Regions from separate parts of the Arachis hypogaea genome. Here region 2 is linked to region 1. The links are chromatin contacts, called in public Hi-C maps. All regions are on one chromosome and are shown on one strand. Each heading gives the region's core, a stretch centred on a gene start, on an enhancer-like site or on the middle of the called end of the contact. The rest is flanking DNA. Distances are from core to core; before and after follow the strand shown. Region 1 holds the start of LOC112727220. Region 2 holds the start of LOC112727223 (probable histone H2B.3).

Region 1 (3,833 bases), core at 266-2,765:
TAAATCCATCAATTGCAGCTCTCAAAACTCTGGATTTACTTTGGTCATGTTTGTTTTCTTAACTTAATCAATGATGATAATGACTCTTGCAGAAATAATATTTTAAGATACATATTTGAGATTAGCACTTATTCATTCTAAGATGATCTAAAAGCTTCATCATCATATCGCACGCTTCCAAGTTTCTCTTCAATGCAAAGAAGATGAAAAGATATGGAACAATGTTTTGAAGAGAAAGATTCTTTAAATCATTCCAATAAATAATAACTAATGATCACACAGTACATTATATAACAATTGAATTCAAAGAAGCAATTAATTTTTTTTTCAAGGATAACGATGATTTTTTATTTTCTATCAAAATTCAAGTTTCAAAACCAAAAACTAAATAGAATTATTACACATTAGTTGTTTATTCTGAGTCTGGTATAATGATATTCAATTTGTTTAATTAAACTAATCTTTTTCATGCTAGCTCAAGATAAAAATAGTCAGTCTCAAAGTAAAAAAAGAGTATATAGTGAAATTTTAATAAAACAAGTTATGATAATTTAGTCCTAAGAATTTTTGAGTTATTTTACAATACTAATGTTATAGCTTATAGTCTATGCTAAAATCTTAAAGCAAAGAGGAGAAAATTAGCACAAAATACCAATTATCTGATTATACTTTGTCAATCACTTACTTCGACAAGGAGTCCCAACCTTAATTTAGATGACAAAAGCTCGAACCATCAACACAAGCCATAACATGGTACAATTTACAATAGTAAAATATTAAGTACCCAAATAAATATATTAAAAAAATAAAACATGTCTATTGGTCAAGCTGACAGAGAGATCAGTTATGAAGTTATCTTCAGTCTCACTATTTTAATGACTAATTATGACATTCTAAATTGTTGTTTTTGAATTAAGTGCAGTCTGAATAGATTTGGCCAATGTACCAATTTAGTTAACTCGAGTGTAACAGCGGCAACGAAAACATATTGTGGTGTCGAAGATAATAAAACAAGTACAATACAAAAAAAAAAAATCAAAAAATGAACGAGACTACAAATAAAGAAAAACATAAAATAAATAATTGAGTGAAAGAGGCAAAAATTTAATAGAGCTAAAAATATCTTCTTTGAATCTGGAAATAAAATAAAAAAAATTACAAAAAAATTAATATTTAATTATTTATTTTTTCAAAAATAAAAAATATAATTTTTTATAAATATTTTAGCGTTGGTTAATGGTACTTCTACATAAAAATAGAAGTAAGACATTTATAAACTTTAAAAATATTCGGAACTGATTTGGTAATTAATCCAAAAAAAAAAGAGTGAATACTCGACTTCTGATAATTATTTTGAAAAGACAACGAGACCCATAAAAAAAAATATCCAATTCGACTCTAATTCTTTTTTTTGTGGAATTGGTTAACTTATGTGCCAACAAAAATATTAATTTTTTTTTGGTACAGAGACCTAATCCTTTTGAATTAATTATGGGGCCGAGTTAAATTTTTTTTGGTAAAAAATTTCGTTCTCATTCGAGATAATTGTTAAGGCAGAAAACACGCCTTTCTGAGTTTCTGGGGTTACAGTTACACTAAACACTCAGGCCTCCCCCCTCATTCACTCCTTTCCGTCCTCTCCTCTGCGCCGTTCCCAACCTCACCCTCACTCACTCCTCTTTGCGACGCCGCTGTCACCACTGTTCGTCGCACCTCCTTGGCCGAGACCCTGCGTTCTCATTTAATCTAACTTCACGTTAAAGGGGCATCCTCGCTGTCACTGCTGCCTGCCGTATCCTCGCCGTCGCTTCTGCCTGCTGCACCCTCGCCGTCGCTGCTGCCTGCCGTATCCTCGCCGTCGCTTCTGCCTGCTGCACCCTCGCCGTCGCTGCTGCCTGCTGCACCCTCGCCGTCGCTGCTGCCTGCTGCACCCTCGCCGTCGCTGCTGCCTGCTGCACTCTCACCGTCGGGGATTCCTTTGCCCTTTCTTTGAGCCTCTGCTTGTTAATTTAGGTATTTTTTGCTTTTTAAATTTTATTGCTTTTAATTTTAGCCTATTGCTTATAATTTATGTTAGATGGTCAGATGGTTCATCCGTTCATGGCGGTTAGTAATTAATTGATTTGGTTAGAGTTAATTGTAAACTGTAAATAAGATGTTGAACTTGAATTGAATGTTTAATTGTCAAATTTTTATTATTTTGGTTGTTTAGAGCTAAAGATTTATGAATTTTATTTTATTGCTTTTAGTATTGCAGATTTTGTAAATTACAGTGTTAGTATAATTTATAATTTTTTTTGGGGTCTCTAATTTGATTATTTGATATTGTTCAATTTTCAATTACCGATTTAGTATTACGGATTTAGATTTTTTAATTATGTGTATTTTATGTTGTACTAATTATATAAGAATACTTGTAAAGGATGAATGTGTTCGAAAACATTTGTTATGATGTGTGTTGCTATTTTAGTTTATTATGCTTTAAGGTTAATATTGTTAATTTTGAATGGCTAGATTTATGTATATATATATATATATAATAATAATAATAATTTTTTATAAAATTCATATCAAATAAATTCGTACGAGTCTACAAGTTAATTCATGAGTCGAATCTATGTCAGCTCCACAAGTTAATACTTCTGCTGTTTTAGCGTTTTTGGTGATTTGAACCCTAATTTTAATACTGCTGCTGTTACTATTTGAAATGATGACTCAAGCTCGTGATGCTTTCTTTGTGTTACCGTTAGATGATTATGATTATCTGATGGAGTAGAAGATTTTGACTTGTTGACTTGTTCTTCTAGGTGATTCTTTGTGCTTATCTAGGGGAATGGTTTTAAGCTTTGTCTCTGATCTCTGGTGTTTTGTTGTATTTTCCCCTCTGTTTCAGTGTTATAAATTGTAAACCTCCCTTTTTCCATCCTTTATTTCAGTTTCTTAGTTTTCAGTATTTAAGTTCTATGTTTAATGTTTTTTGGTGTGTTATGACTTGATGATATGTTTATTTGTTGAATTTGCTACTAAATTTGTTGAATTAATTGCATGCCTTATGAGTAGAAAATCGCTTATATCGATTAGATTTTATAATTTATTACATGTGCAGTTTTTTTGCATTTTTTGTGCATGTACACCTAATTTTTAGGTCATCCACCATTTGCCGCATCGTCATACGACATAATGTTATGGCGGATTTTTGGCTCACCGCTATGAGCAGCCATCCACAATAAAAAACTTTGAGATTACCTTATTATTATTCTTTTAATCATTTTTTTTTCTATTTTTGTATAGAAGTTCAATGGGTCTTAAACAATGCCAAGTTTGCAACGAAGCACAATCCAAGTACAAGTGCCCTTCATGTTATGTGCCTTAGTAAGTAAAACTGTAAAACCCACAAGTTTTTATCGTTTTTATTTTATTTTATTTTTAAAACAATTTTAGGAAAAATAATTGCTTCTATTTGATGTTAGTTTTTTGGCTTGATTATTGTAGTTGTTCTCTGGCATGTTTCAAGAATCACAAAGGTATGATGCCGAATGTTTGTTATTAACTTGTAAATCCTCACCTTATTTGTTTGCCTATTACTTGTTTGATGCAATGCATGGAAAGGGATCTATCGAGATAGATAACTCTTTCCTGTGTTTTTTTGTTGGAGACAAGATTGGAGTTTTACTCTAAAGGGATGCGTGTGTGTGTGTGTGTATATATTCTATCTTCTTGTGCTATATGATTACACACAGAATCTTAGCATGATTTATATATAAACAATCTTTGCTTGGTATTTAGAAAAGTAAAATTAAAATGAAGAAAAAGAAGAAAAAAGAAAAAGGAAA
Region 2 (3,552 bases), core at 300-2,799, 170 kb after region 1:
TATCCTTGGCCCTGAAGTACCATATCTTAGCGCCATTGGAGCACTAATGTATGTTGCTAATAACACACGACCCGATATATGGATAAGTCACATCCATTAAGTACCCAAATGATCGTAAGATATTTGGATGTGGAAAATGATCAATTCCGTCCTAAAGAAGAAAATGAAGATATCCTTGGCCCTGAAGTACCATATCTTAGCGCCATTGGAGCACTAATGTATGTTGTTAATAACACACGACCCGATATATCATTTGCTGTGAACTTACTAGCAAGGTATAGTTCCTCTCCAACCAGAAGTCATTGTAGTGGAATCAAACAAATCTTTCGATATCTTCATGGAACGGTTGATATGGGATTGTTTTATCCATATGGATCCAAGTCACAATTAGTTGGCTATGCAGATGCTGGATATTTGTCTGATCCACATAAAGGGAGATCTCAAACAGGATACCTATTCATATATGATGGTACAGCTATATCATGAAAGTCCACAAAACAGACGATTGCGGCAACATCCTCAAATCATGCTGAAATACTAGCGATTCATGAAGCAAGTTGCGAGTGTTTTTGGCTCAAGAGTTTGATCCAATATATTCTGTCATCATGTGGACTGATTGATCAGAAGATAGCTCCAACTGTCCTGTTTGAAAATAATACAACATTCATTGCTCAACTTAAGGGCGGATATATCAAAGGCGATAGAACAAAGCATATTTATTTCAAATTCTTCTTCACTCATGATTTTTAAAATCAAGGGACAGTTGATGTCCAACAGGTCCGCTCAAATGATAATCTGGCAGATTTATTTACAAAGTCACTCCCAAAATCCTCCTTTGAAAGATTGGTACATGAGATTAGGATGCCCCGATTTCGAGACATTAAATGATGTCGACAAGAGGGGGAGACTGTACTCTTTTTCCTTGGTTAGGTTTTTTTCCTATTTGGTTTTTCTTGACAAGGTTTTTAATGAGGCAGTCCCCATCACAAAGGATACTGTACTCTTTTTCCTTCCCTAAAGTTTTTTTCCCATTGGGTTTTTCTTTAATAAGGTTTTAACGAGGCATAATCTTAAATAGTCATCTAAGGGGAGTGTTGTGATAAAAATATGAGATGGATGCCCATTAATGATATGGACGGCCGAAGTTTTCAAAAAAGAGATTTGAGACTATTACAAAGACCAACCTTTAATAACGGTTGAATTTGTACACCTATAAATAAGACCTCATAGCCTTACATACAACACAACAATAATTAATAGAATTCTCTCTTTTATACTGCTGAAATATTATTCTCTCTTTTTATATACGCTACTATATCAGTAATATATATATATATATATATATATATAATTTTTATTATATTGAGATATTATTTATAGTGAATATTAATACTAAAGTCTTTTATTTATACTTTTTTATTTTATATTTATTACTTTTTTCTTAGTTATTTATTTATTTTATAACAACATCTTCATATAAAGATAATTATAAAATTTTGATGATAGTATCTACTCTAATATTTTACTCTCTTTTAATTTCAACTTTTTAAAATTTAAATATCTTTCCTTGAACGCCGGAGCGACCAAACTCCGGATCCGCAACTATTCCGCGCGCTGGAAAGCGAAAACCCAAAATCCTCAAAAGGTGTAATCTCAGCCATCAAAATGTTAAACCCCCATTCAATGAATACAAAACAAACCACGTCATCAATCCTCAAAAAACCACACCAACCAATCAGGATCCATTTCTCATCCCTATATATATTCCCACTACAATACCTTCATTCTTCATCTAACCTACACTCTCTTCTCAACTCGCACACGCAATTTAACCCTCGAACCACCGTTCTTTTTTTCTTCTTCCAACAATGGCTCCGGCGAAGGCAGAGAAGAAGCCAGCAGAGAAGAAACCCGCGGAGAAAGCACCAGCGGAGAAGAAACCGAAGGCGGAGAAGAAGATCTCGAAGGAAGGAAGTAGCGATAAGAAGAAGAAGAGAGTGAAGAAGAGCGTTGAGACTTACAAGATCTACATCTTCAAGGTTTTGAAGCAGGTTCACCCTGACATCGGAATCTCGAGCAAAGCCATGGGAATAATGAACAGTTTTATCAACGATATCTTCGAGAAGCTCGCTCAGGAAGCTTCTAGACTCGCCAGGTACAACAAGAAGCCGACGATTACTTCGAGGGAGATCCAAACTGCCGTACGGTTGGTGCTCCCTGGTGAGTTGGCGAAGCATGCCGTTTCTGAAGGGACCAAAGCGGTGACTAAGTTCACCAGTTCGTAAAATGTTTGGGGATTTTTCTAGGGTTTCGGCTTCTGGATGAATCATGGATCTAGGGTTTTTACGGGAGATGTGCTTTTATTTTTCTTTTAAATTTAATATTATTAGTATGTAGATGTAATGTTCTGAACAGTTGTTAATGGAAGGTGTTCTTTGGAATAATCACTGTGTGTTTGTCTCCTTCTTTTCCTCTTTCCTCTTTGACATGCAATTCGCAAAATACAGTTATTGGTGAGGAACTAAGCTCTGAATAAGAATTTAGGATTTTATGTTATAGAATTTGATGTTGATAATTTGATGTGGAATAGATTTTGTTAGGAACTTAGGATGGTTGATATCGGAACTTGGTCTTGATTCTTTGGATGTTAATTCTCATTAAATTGGTAGGTTATTTGTGCTTCAAATACCAAGGGCTTTGTTTTCAATAAATTTTATAGACTGTGATGACATGCAAGGTGTGTTTTGTCTGTTTATGTTGGTCAAATCTGTATGAATGTAATGTGGCCTGGTTTATAACCTTTTGGGTGAGCTATCTACTTATTCAGTTATTCTATGTAATTTAGTTACATGGTTTTCTTCGGTTTACCTTTTATTTTATATAAGACAACAAAGTTAGTGTTTGTGAGTATCTGTTTGTATATGCTATTATTTATGATTCAACATCATGTTAAAGTGTACTAAAATAGGATAGATACCACAACATTCAATGCAATATACATAAAACCTAAATAATCTTTGATACTTGCAGATAATGCCTTTGATTGGATTGTCATAAATCTTTTTCAATAGTTACTTTGTCATTTCTTGCAAGTTGAAAAATGAAGTTTCTCTGCTTGGTACTTGAAGATTAGGGCTGATTCGGCTCTAGTTGGGGCTTCTATGGAGTTGTTCACGATCAAATCTGGCTTGTGTGAGAAACTTATTGATTTTATCTTAATCCTTGCACTTTCCATTCCTTGATATTATCTTCATTTATGGTTTTTCTTCTATGTTCATTTTCTTGTTATCATTGATGCTGGCGTTTTTAACTTATGATGCTCATATATTCTCGTTTAATTTAATTAGTGTTACCTTATGAGTCATTGGTTTTGTTATTTACAACTCCAGTGTGACTTTATAAGTCATTGGTTTTGTTATTTACAACACCAGAATGTGTAGTGAATTTTTCGACAATGTTTTTGTTTAGTAGGTTTTTTGTTGAGACTTTGCAAAAGGAAATGATGAAGCTGTGTTTGGTTGTTGTCCAAGTGGGTAAAGTAACGCAATGAGA

What was found. A called contact is a pair of places that touch in the nucleus more often than the background predicts.
Region 2: a Hi-C map of an unstated tissue shows a contact between it and region 1, with 4 times the contacts expected there. The contact joins the promoter of LOC112727223 here to the promoter of LOC112727220 in region 1. A contact is called at or near these places in 4 of 8 Hi-C or Micro-C datasets (leaf and an unstated tissue).

What each region holds. Positions count from the first base shown.
Region 1 is chr12:27,830,578-27,834,410 of arahy.Tifrunner.gnm2.J5K5, forward strand. It overlaps LOC112727220, which reads left to right and starts at 1,516. Exons shown (of 9, transcript XM_025776890.3): 1 at 1,516-2,013; 2 at 3,292-3,372; 3 at 3,493-3,524. The coding sequence starts at 3,299.
Region 2 is chr12:28,000,151-28,003,702 of arahy.Tifrunner.gnm2.J5K5, forward strand. LOC112727223 (probable histone H2B.3) reads left to right here and starts at 1,550. Exons shown (of 1, transcript XM_025776897.3): 1 at 1,550-2,444. The coding sequence starts at 1,869. The coding sequence ends at 2,285.